Linked DNA regions of Zea mays: region 2 is linked to region 1. The links are chromatin contacts, called in public Hi-C maps. All regions are on one chromosome and are shown on one strand. The core of a region is the stretch at or near the end of the contact, and the rest is flanking DNA. Distances in the headings are between cores, read along the strand shown.

Region 1 (6,337 bases), core at 1,314-3,813:
CCACTCGAGTGGATTTCACACATGATCTGGACTGACCCTTTGTGCCACATTAACTACTCCTGGCGTTGAGCCACAGAGGGTGAGTCGGTCCACTTACCACTCATAACCTATGGACCCCTAGGCATGCGACCCACTCATGATCTATAAAGCCGAAGCCTGAGTGCGCTAGCCACCTCCACGCCCCACAACACGACGAGCGTGCCGAGACCCAGGCTACGACAGCAAGGGGTCGCACGGCATAGAGGCAACAATGATGACTCTGGGACCCTTCACCGCCCACACTACATGTCATAAAAAGTACGACCAGGGAAGCCCAGACGACCAGGGCATGCATGGATAAACACGACCTTACCAGGGTAAGACGTCCTATTTTACCACAGCGCAGTAGCTCCTTCCTTGGGAAGCTACCGATAGCTGACCCCACCTTGGCCTATAAAAGGGAGAGGTCGGCCAGAACACGAGGGAGGCACATATGCAAAGAAGAGATGCACCCGAGACGACAGACACACACACTCGACAAAACCAAAAGACTCGAAGGCTAGAGCCAAGGCGTGAGCTACCATGACATCCAAGGCTTAGCTTAGAACTACTGTCCTTTAGTGTTTAGGTCCACCCACGCACAAGAGACGTGTGAGATCCTCCCTCTCTCGCCCGCTTGTAACCCCTACTACGAGCTTTGAGTAACAAGGTGCCAGTAGCGCAAAACACCGACACTAGGGAACTATCACTCGGAACGATTCCTAGCTGAATTGCGTGACTGATTTATATAAGCTTTGATGAGCTGGAATGATTCTTGGATGAATTGCAGCACAAACGAACAATCCCTAAGGGAAAGTATTATGGTAGTAAACAATCTCGTACAATCGTTACATGGTAGTTCCTCTTAGTCTCTCTTCAGCAATATACCGTAAGTGGACCTAAACTCTAAATTTAGTGTTCATTCCCATACTTTACTCACCCAACAACGACCTCTATTGCATCCTCTAAGATTTGTTGTTCACCTTCTACACGCTAAATGTGGCAACTGTCCTCCGTCCGTACGACAAGCAGTCTATAAATATTTAATAAACATTTCTTTGGCACGTGCCTGTAGATACATATATCTAGTAATATTGTAGATATAGAGAACCAAATTTAGAAGATGTTGCTAGAGATGAAGAAGATATAGAAAAAGAAATCTTTTAGAGTATAATTTAAATAATAGGAATATTAATTTAGAGGATGAAATTTAGCAGACGTTGGTGGAGACCGTCTTGCATTCTACGACGCCCACATCGTGTGTCGTAAGATGTAAAGGCCATTGTTGGTCACTTTCTTTTGATCCCTTTAGGGTACAAAAACAAGGCAACACAGTTAAATTGAGCTTCATCTTCATCCTTTATTTCTTCTTTCTCGGAGAGAAGGTTTATTGAAGGACGAAGAAATGGAAAGTGAATGAGGAAGAAAGTAAAAGATATTAATAATGAACTATGCACAATATAAAAGGTAAACTACACAATCCAACCTCATAAGATGTTATTCTCTCTCCTCTTTTATTATTTAACAAAAGATTACATGTATACCTTCAGCTGCGCGAAGTTACAGAGGAAGATGAGAGAAATACAACTTCGTAGACAGAGCGATCTCCCTCTCTAGCAAAAAAGTGTGAACAATGCATGACACTGTTCCTCTATTTATAGTCGCATGATACAACTTCGGTAAAATTACAATTGTGCCTTCAAGCTTATACATTTGAAATAGCGAATACATAGAGGGTAGTGTTGTCTTTTTCTATAGCTGCCTTGCTGAACATGTGGACTTCTTATGGCCTTGGCTTGCTCACCCATCACGTACACGTGTTATCGAAACGAAGCTTATACCTTAGTCTTTGCATTTGTGTTGGGTTCATCCGAAGGTGTTCTCCGTACCCTTCCTCACTTAGAACATGCTAGAAAGTAACTGTTAGATTAGTGTTTTAAGGGCCTTTGGAAGAGAAAGTTTCCTCACAGCTATGTTGTGTGCATATGGACGAAACCGACGTGTTCTCAAAACTGGTTTGTTCCTTTAGAGCATCTTCAACAATAAACTCTAAAATAGAGTTCTAAAAATTGAAATAGGACCGTATTTAGAGTGTTTAGTGCCACAAAAGAAATTTCTACTCCAACGGTTAGACCTTAAATAATGCTATTTAAAAAATAAATTATGTTATTAGGAAATAAATGGTTGGAGGTTAGGAGAAAACGAGGATATAACTCTAGTATAATCATCGTTTAATGAATATTTATAAAATAGAACTATTGTTGGAGGAGTGTTTTGTGGTTTCGAGCCCTAAAATAGGGCAATATTTAGAAACTATAGTGGAGATGGTCATGTATATACCGTAAAACAATACAAACTCATTCGACTATTTACTCTCATGACTGTTTCTTTCACTGGCAAATAGGAGTAAATTGCAGCAGCCATCTCACGTTGCGATCCGCGCCCCCGATGGGAGACCGCAGACGCCCACGCCAACTCCCTGACCCTGTCCCTGACCCTGACCCTGACCCTGACCGACCGCTGAACACTCACTGCACCATGTGACATGCGTGGACCACGCCTGTCTACCTTTGCCCTTTTTCCTGTGGAGCTGCCATCGGGCCCCACGGTACCACTTCGCCCCCGCGCGCGGGCGAAAGTAAAATCCCACTGGAACTGCAACACCTCGTCCTCCGCGTGCAAGGCTCCAAAGCCGCGGGCCCTCGTCTGGTCACGGACGCGAGCGCTCTGGAGGCACGCGTTGCACGCGACGCGACTGAGCAAATCTAGCAGCCCGGACCCGGACCCCAGATTTGGTTGGCTGAGGCCAACTCCAGCAACGAGGTATATATATGTGGGTATGTATAACACTGTATATACACTGTTTGTAGAGAGAAATCTAAAATAAAAAATGAGATTATGAGTGAAATATGGAATTTGTTGTTCAAGTGGACTGTCATTTTTGTTTGAGGCCAGCTTCCTACCGTACGTGTAGAAAAAAGCGGGAAACTGATGCAAACCGCTAGGTTTTTAGTTTAGCTTCTGGAAAGCCAAAAGCTCAGATAAGAGAAGCAGCCTGGTTTTATAGGTTTTATGTAGCTTCCTGAGTTTAGAAAGCTAAAAACATTATCGAAAAGCTATCTTTTTCTTCTCAGTGTCAAAGGCCTAGCAGCAACTTTTTTAGAAAAGCTAGATCCAAAAGCTGCAACTCAAACACTATTTGCTGCCACGACACAAGAATTCAAAGGCTTCCATCATTCCATGCATGTTGCCCTATTAAGGCCAGGGCGGCGTAGACGCGTAGTAGAGATGTCTACCGGCCCAACGTGCACCACATAGCGTTTTGCATCACGTAGAATGCGCACCACGTACCAATGCAAGAGACCATGCATGTTAACAAAACACAATTGCTCACCTTCTCATATTACAAATTGTCCAAAGGTTCAAGCACATGGTAATAAAAAGGAACAATTCTTAATGTACTACCAGCGCCTTCACAATCCTAGGTTTATTATGAATTAGGCGCCCTTTATTATTCACAAATAAAGCATTCAAGGATAGACCTCGATGATGACCGACACGTCACCAATGACGGGTAGAATTTTGTAGTCTTTGAATCCGGCTTCAGCGAAGATCTTCTTCCACTCTTGCTCGTCACGCTCAACTCCGTTAACGGCCATCATATACAAATCGAACATAACTTGTGTCTCTTGATGCTTTATGTTTGACTGTTTATATCCAACTACCACGTCCAAGATTATTACCTTCCCACCTGCATCCCGTGGAGGTATGGCTTGCTTGCAGTTCTTCAATATCTTGACACACTCATCGTCACCCCAGTCATGTAGAGTTTTCTGTCATAGAGAGATTTCAGTAAATTAATTAATTGAAAGATAATGAAGAAAAGGGTCCTTATTGGTGTTTGGATTCAATGATAATAGCACGCATCACATTTACATCTAAAAGTTTATACAAAAATCTAGACCCCCCTACGTACAAAATATAATCTGAATTCAATTATAGAGTTGTCATTTTATGTTTGGTTAAATTTACTAAAATATATAGCATTGGTATTTTATGATGCTAAATTAGTATCACTAATGTACCATAAAATATATTTTTATACTACACATGTTCCTGTCATAGATATCTTTACTGTAAAATACAATCTCAAGTTGTCCAAGACAAGAGAAAAGGATAGTCAAAATTGAAGTTTGACAAGGATCTCAGAATGCAAATACAACGAGAAATGGAGGAGGGAGCTAGCAGTCAGCAGTGACGACGGATGGTACCTTGAGGAAAACAGCGGTTGCAGGTGGAATACTCTCAAACATATTTCCTGCGACGAAGTGCACGTTGCCATCAGATGGAGCACCGGCGACAACGTGCGGGAGGTCAAGCACGCTGCACTTGACGTGCGCACTACAGGAAACACGTAAATTTTCGTGGGCCAAAAGCCCACGAAAATAAGCCTAAACCGACGAAAATAGACTATTTTCGTCGGCAGACCGACGAAAATAGCCGCCGAAAATAAGTTCGACGAAAATAGGCACCTATTTCCGTCGGTACCGACGAAAAATACCTATTTTCGTCGGCTTTCCCGAGGCCGACGAAAATAATTGGTCGGACTGACTATTTTCGTCGGCCTTGGGAAAGCCGACGAAAATACGCCCAGGCTATTTTCGTCGGCCCGCTGATGGCCGACGAAAATATGTTCCCAGGATATTTTCGTCGGCCACCACCGAGGCCGACGAAAATTGATGGTTCCCCCCCCAAAACAGATTTTTCTGCACCTATTAATAATTCACAGCAAAATACACAATATCACAATTCACATATATACAGATTCACAATCAAAATACATAATTCACAAAACACATTCACATATACATATCACAAAACACATTGACATATACATATCACAAAACACATTCACATATACAAATAGTCCATAGTCCATAGTCCATACATAGTTTCAATACCATAAGTCCATAGTTTCAAACAAACTCACTACTCACTAATCACTCCTGCGGGCTATGAGAGTTTTGGCCACTCCCTCCTCCACCACCAGGAAGGTGGCCACTCCCTCCAGAACCATGGACGAGGAAGTCGTGGACGTTGACAGCACCCTCCTGAGCATGTGACGCTGAACCCTGCAATTCATCAATCATTCAAATAAGGCTGTGTTTTGCTATCCCTATACCTATACTGGCTATGTTTGGTCACTATTTGCATAAAACTAAACATGGAACGTCACCTGTGATCCATGGTGATAAGGAGGCTGTGCATGCATCCACGGGTACTGTTGTGCTGGCCACCCCTGAGGTGGTGGCACCCACCCCGTCGGTGGCGGTGCCATCCACGCTTGAAATGGCTGCGATCCTTGGGGTGGTGGAGGCGTCCAAGTGCCTGGAGGTGCCTGCGTCCACCCAACACCGGTCCACTGTGGCTGCGACGCTGGAGCTTGTCCTGGCCATTGTCCCCATCCTTGTGCCTGCGATCCATTTTTGATAATAAAAAAAGAGTTGCTATGGAATTGAAGTGTTCAGATAGTGTTACCTGGGGAGGGCGAAAAGCGGGCAAGTTCATATCAGGGCCGAGTCGAGTAGTCATTTCCTGCAAATGGATGAAACGTTAGAATCGCAACACTATACATTGAATTCAATGACACGTGATGAGATAGACGAATTACCTGAAAATAAGAAGTCATATACTGCGTCAGCTGTCCGACCTGCTCCTGCGCTGCTCGAGCCTGCTCCTGTGCGAGTCGAGCCTGCTCCTGTGCTGCCCGAGTCTCCTCCTCCAGCTGAGCCTCTCGAGCAGACTTGGAGCGAGAACTCCCTGCCGAAGACGATGCCTTCCCTTGACCTATGGTCCTGTTGTACTCCACAACGCCGGTGCCAAAGGCAAACCTGCATGATACACATAGTTGAGCCATTAAGTGGACACATTCTTGTTAATGAAATTGTCGAATCAAAGACAACCACCTCACCTGCCATGCTTTCTACCCCCACCACTGTGGTACAACGCCGAGGCATCTAAGTCTGAATGCATCCAGTCGAAATCAGGCCCATGGCGTTGAGTCATTTCCTCCCCATATGCATTCTGCAAAGAAAGTTAGAGTTGGAGTTAGACACAAATCATGCAATTTAATTCGTAAATACAAACTTGTTTACCATTTTCTCCCTTGCCGCCTCGCTGCATAGCTCATCAGGGTTCGCTGGATCAGGCCCACGGTGACCACGGACGTAAACCTCCATAAAACTTGGAGCAACTCCACTTTCAGCTTCCTGCATGAAAAAGAAGAGTTAAACCATAGAATTGTAATAGATGTAACATA
Region 2 (5,737 bases), core at 3,177-5,676, 330 kb after region 1:
GTGCTCAAACTTGACTCTTGATGTAGTCATATTCTAATAGTGTGATTTGTGTCTGCATCACTCGTTCGAACACTAGTCACAACATTGTTGTACATGTCCTTAATGAGTCCAACGTACTTTGTTGGAACTTCATGTTTGTTCAAACCCACCGCATAACACTTCTTGGTATTATATCATAAGCCTTCTCCGAGTTAATGAAAACCATGTGTAGGTCCTTCTTATGTTCTCTATACTACATCACTTGTCTTATTAATAAAATGGTTTTCATGGTTGACCTTCCGGGCATAAAACCAAATTGGTTCATAAAGATCCTCGTTATTCCTCTCGGACAGGCAATGCTCGGTAACTCTCTCTCTCTCTCTCATAGCTTCATAGTATGGTTCATCAATTTAATTCTTCGGTGATTAGTAAAATTTTGAATATCTCCATTATTCTTGTAGATTCGTACAAATATAATTCTCCTCCACTCATCACGCATCTTATTCAAACGAAAGATATGGTTAAACAACTTGGTTAGCCATACTATATCTATATCCCCAAGGCAAAGGCGGACCCACAGGAGGGTCTAGGTGGGCCATGGCACACCCTAAGCCGCAGCCCAGCCCATCTAGACCTCGCCCCGGCCGCGCGCACCACGATTCATGCCTCCGTCGTATCTCGTCTCGCCTAGCTACCAGACAGCGTCGCGTTCACGTACAACGCCTAGCGTCCTAGCCGCTATGCCCCCCCCAGCCACCAGAGGCCAATACCAGCGGGGATTCTCATCTTGCTCATAGAAAGAACTGAGTGTTACAGGTAGGAACACTGATCATTTTCTAATACCAGAGTACTACTAAGTAAATTTGTCAAGGGCAGTCATGGCATCCATATCATTCGCGTCAGTACTAGGAGTGGCACACGCACCGCGGCACCGCACACATATTACTACTGCTACTAGCACGTAGTGGAGTGCTTGAAAGGTACATGACGTATTTGTTGGTTTCCTTTGTTTAAGCGGATTTTTCTTCTTCTTTGGTATACGTCCATTTGCTTGTCCACAAGCCGGCTAGTTTACTCTGTTCTGTCATCTACTGTAAACTTTGAACCTTGTACTGTTTTTGTTCTTTATGTTTAAGATATTTCTAAAATGGCTCTCAATTAAAAGGGGTTGCTTTTGATGATTATTTCTACTTTATTGGCTGAAGTTCATAGTTGTTTTGATCTCATTTTTCTTTCTGTTCTGAGTGAAGCTGAGTTTTCCGCATCTACATCTCTCTACAATTGTGACGGTCAAGCCACCCATAATTGTATATGAAAAATTTGTTGTGGTGCACCCTATATGAGAAACCTAGGTCCACCATTGCCCTGAGGCATCTCCATGCCACAATTGAGATACCATCAAGGTCCATCGCCTTACCCCTTTCATCCTTTTCAATGGTTATCTAACCTCTGAATTTTGGATCCTACGCATAAAGCGCATATTGGTGTCATCAAAAGAATCATCCCCCTAAAAGGTTATGTCCTCATTCTACATAATGAACAAATTCTCAAATACTTTACCATCTATGTCTGATCTCATCCTCCACCAAGAGGTGCTCTGTTTCATCCTTAATGCATTTGACTTATTTAAAGTCCCTTCTCTCTCTCACGAACCCTAGCTATTATACATATGTCATTCTCTCCTTCCTTCATACTCAAATGTTGATAAAGATCCTCATACGTCCTACCCTTTACCACATTTACAAGTTGTTTTGCGGTCTCCTTTGCTACCTTATACTTCTCTATGTTGTCCACACACTTGTCATGGTACAAATGTATATAAGCATTCTTTCTTCTCCTTAGTAGCACTTTGAACTTCCTCGTTACACCACCAAATACCTTTAGCTTTGCCTCCACTCCCTTTAGTTGCTCCACACGCCTTTGAGGCTACCTTCTGAATGCAAGTTGCCATCTTCCCACATGTGTCTGTGTCATCTTCTTCCTTCCAAGTGTCCTCTTTGATGGCCATTTCCTTAAGACTTCTAAGGTCTCTCCTTTCAGGTTGCCATCTTCTCACATGTGTATGTGTCATCTTCTTCCTTCCAAGTGTCCTCTTTGATGGCCCTTTCCTTAAGACTTCTAAGGTCTCTCCTTTCAGTTTCCACCACTTTGTTTTCGTAATTTTGGCTTATTTATCCCTACGGACACACCTGAAAAGCCACCATAAGTTTATGTTGAGAGACAACACACTACCCAGGTATCACCTTGCCATGCAATCCAAGCATGCTCGTTTATCTTCTTTTCTTGTGAAGACAAAGTCAATCTAACTAGAGTGTTTGCCCTACAGATCACTAAATGATATTCACTCTTCCTAAAGAAAGTGTTGGCTATCAACCTATCAAAAACTACCACAAAGTCCAAGACTTCCTCTCCCTCCTAATTCCTACTACCATACCCAAAACCTCCATGAACCGCCTTGAAACCTGCATTTGTTGTACCTACATGCCCATTGAGATCTCCTATGAAAAGCTTCTCGCTAATAGGTATAGCTCTAATCATGTTATCTAAGTCTTCACAAAAAGGCCCTTAGCACTTTCATCTTGGCCTACTTAGGGGGCATACGTGCTAATTACGTTCAAGACTAAATCATCCACGACAAGCTTCACTAAGATAATCTTTCTCCTTGTCTTCTCACATCCACCACACACTAGGCTCTTATCAATCAAAACTCTTACTACATTTCTATTTGCAGCCGTCCCTATGTATCAAAGCTTGAAGCCAGTATTGTTCACCTCCTTCGCCTTTTGACCCTTTCATTTAGTCTCTTGAATGCATAAGATATTTTACACGCCTCCTAGTCGATGTCTCAACTAACTCTCTTAACTTACCTGTAAATGATGCTACATTCCAACTACCTAAATGGATCTCAGTTAGTCCGACTAGCTTCCTTACCCTTCGCACCTGTTGGTGATGTAAAGACCCTTGCACATTTTTACTACACTCGGGCGCCGATGTAGCGACGTAGCACACAACTAAGGAAGCAGCGACTCGATCCTTATATAACATCGTGCCCAAATCACAACACGACGCGTCACCAAAGGGATGTTGAATCAACCCTTGCCCATTTAACACCATGCTCGGGTTCTGATATGGAGCGTCACTAAGAGAGTTACATAGAGACATGTCATGGCTCAAGCAGTGAACTGCCAGATGACAACATAACCTCAGGGTATGACAATAACAAAATTCTCCCTACACTTAGCATGGACATCAATAGCCAGAGCCAGAAAAGACCATAAGGACTGTGTACAGGAATATACAGTGTTTGAAAAATGTATGCTTCCAGTATAGATTGAAATATAGTGCACAAATTTGGCAAGCCTATTTGGTACTTGAGCAATAAGAATGGTGGTAATTGGAAGCCTGCGTCCATGCAGCCGGGCTCACGCGAGCATGGCCCAGCACATACGCCGCTTTCACGCGTATCCCCAGGTGCAGGTTAAAGACTTCCGCAAATACATAATCTGCACCGATGCATGCGTGCTCAACCATCTCCATGCGGGCAACTGGATACATTTAGAGGCCCAGTCAACGCATGTAGTGAGCCAGGCTACCACGGGACGCACAACCAAACAGAAACAGGCAAACACACGCAATGTGAATTGTGAAGATGAAGATAAGAATGAAACAATAATAGCTCCTCATTCTTGGTAAGGTTACAATAAAACAGTAACACTGCCTCCCTTAAAGATGACCACACAGTTTAGAATATCAATATATAATCAAAACAAGAATGAATAAATTAAACAGAAACTGTAATTATTCAATAACTGAAAAAACAACCAGCTTAAACTGGGATGGCTATTTAGACACTTGTGTTCGTTTGTTACGAATATGATATATGTTTCCCGTTTCAATTAACAGTTCCCCATCTATCTGTATTTGTATGCATATCTGGTAAGAAACAGAAGTACGAACTATTCTGTGTATCACAAGATTTCACGATTATTTAGGCAACCTAAACGGATAAATGAAATGGAATGTATTCTCGTGCTTCTATAACGATGAATTGTCAGAGTAAATCCGCTGGCGTCGTAAACGTGTCGCATATTTGCCACGCGAATGAAGCTTAATCCAGCAAATCAAAATCACATCTACTTGTTCAGCTTAGTAAACGGGAAATCCCTAGAGATACAAATCTAATCCAGCTACTGGCCCGACGGACAGGAAACTAGATCGAACCCTAAATTGATGGTAAAAGAAGTAGGCGAAGCTTTATTGGGGGTAAGGGAGGAAGGAAAGACCTTGCGCTGCTTCCAGGAGAGGAATTGTGCTGCAGATATTGGCTGCGCCCTTGCCGTGGTTGCGGGCTCGCCGGTGGCGGGCAGCGGCGGGGGAGTACCCTCTGCTTCCTCCGCTCCCATCGCGAGAATATGCGAATCTCTGGGGAAAGGGAAAACGGCTGGATTACCGAGAAAAAAAAACTACGAAACGGATCAGGCCCTAATCAAACCGGAAAGCCCTGTTGTTGAGGGCGCCTTTGTTGAGTTCCTACCAAAACGTATTTTGGGCTTACGAGGCACCTTTTGGGAGAGGCCCGCTACCTAATTCTTTGAACTCTGCTCATTGATTCTTTGATGAAGTGATTCTATTCCTAAGAGAAAGCACGGTTAGAAGGTGATGAGAATTCCATCATAATACGGAGCTTGGTGAAGCACATTTTTTAGCTCCCAGCATGAATGAAGAAATAATTCTCGTATGATCCCTACTTAATACGGACTTTTGGCAGAGCTCCGCTACATAATTATCTAGCTTCGAGTGTTGATTCTTTAATATAATAATTTTGAATAATTCTCTAGCAGAAGTGAATCCATCTGATAAAATTTGTTTGGCAAATAATTTGTAAAGTGAGTGGGGAGCAAGTTATGAGTGACGAGAAGCTAGTTTTTTTACTCTCACTTTCTAGTACAAAAGGAGACTGCATTCACTCTGCCTCCGATAGTAGTTCCGTTTTTTGTCGTTTGGCTGTGCGGAACTCGAAAGTGATTTGATTTTCGCTGAAAGTGGAGCTATGTGAGCTCCGCCAAACGTCCTCTTAGAGCTTTTTTGGTTAGGGATAGATTGAAGGTAATTGGAGATATTTAATCCTCGCCTCAGATTCGAATGGAACCGAACAAGGTTTAGCTGTTTGGCTTGGGAACAAGGTTTAGTTGTTTGGCTTGGGAACTTTGCCAAATGGCCCATGAGCCTCCATACTCACATGAACGTTTTAAATCTAATATAGTGGTGAACATTTTAATAAAGTCAGTATTTTTTCGTCTCTGGTAGAATCCCTACTACTACGAAGAACGCAAGAGGTAGGCTGCCACCTTTGGTTCTGTCTCCCATGAATGTACACCGTTATTGCCCACGCCATCCTGTCGCCCCCCTCCCCCGATATTGCGTCGTCCCTCCCCACGCGCGGTGTAACTGACCTCGCTCCAATCGCTCGCCTACGACCATCGTGCCACACCTCTCCACCATCGACGACGACCCTCACCATGTGCGGTCACCTTCCTCACACGCATCTCCCGCCCGTGCCACCACTCCTACTGTAGGAAACGGTGACGTCTAAAAGGTGGTGAATTAGAACTTCTAAAAACTATTCTCTAAACTAGGCCACAATTAAATCCATAGAGTAAAACATATGCAAATTAACAATTTAGAATGTGCAAACTAGGTTTTTTTGTAAGTATCGCTATCTAGTCTAAGTTTTAATCCTAAATATTTGTCGGCGTTT

What was found. A called contact is a pair of places that touch in the nucleus more often than the background predicts.
Region 2: a Hi-C map of leaf shows a contact between it and region 1, with 4 times the contacts expected there. The contact joins the promoter of LOC100275303 here to the enhancer-like site in region 1. A contact is called at or near these places in 4 of 25 Hi-C or Micro-C datasets (ear, leaf and tassel).

What each region holds. Positions count from the first base shown.
Region 1 is chr1:66,368,523-66,374,859 of Zm-B73-REFERENCE-NAM-5.0, forward strand. It overlaps LOC103635831 (5-pentadecatrienyl resorcinol O-methyltransferase), which reads right to left. Exons shown (of 3, transcript XM_020547138.2): 2 at 4,290-4,406; 3 at 3,549-3,851. The coding sequence ends at 3,549. Among protein-coding and RNA genes, the nearest start is that of LOC103635831, 8.1 kb to the right of the region's middle. Within about 2 kb of position 2,564, at least 17 of the 20 cell types and tissues checked have an H3K27ac peak or open chromatin away from gene starts, as enhancers often do. A contact at or near this core is called in ear, leaf and tassel, where this site is marked.
Region 2 is chr1:66,700,697-66,706,433 of Zm-B73-REFERENCE-NAM-5.0, forward strand. LOC100275303 (zinc finger CCCH domain-containing protein 15 homolog) reads right to left here and starts at 4,427. Exons shown (of 2, transcript NM_001331166.1): 1 at 4,263-4,427. The coding sequence starts at 4,382.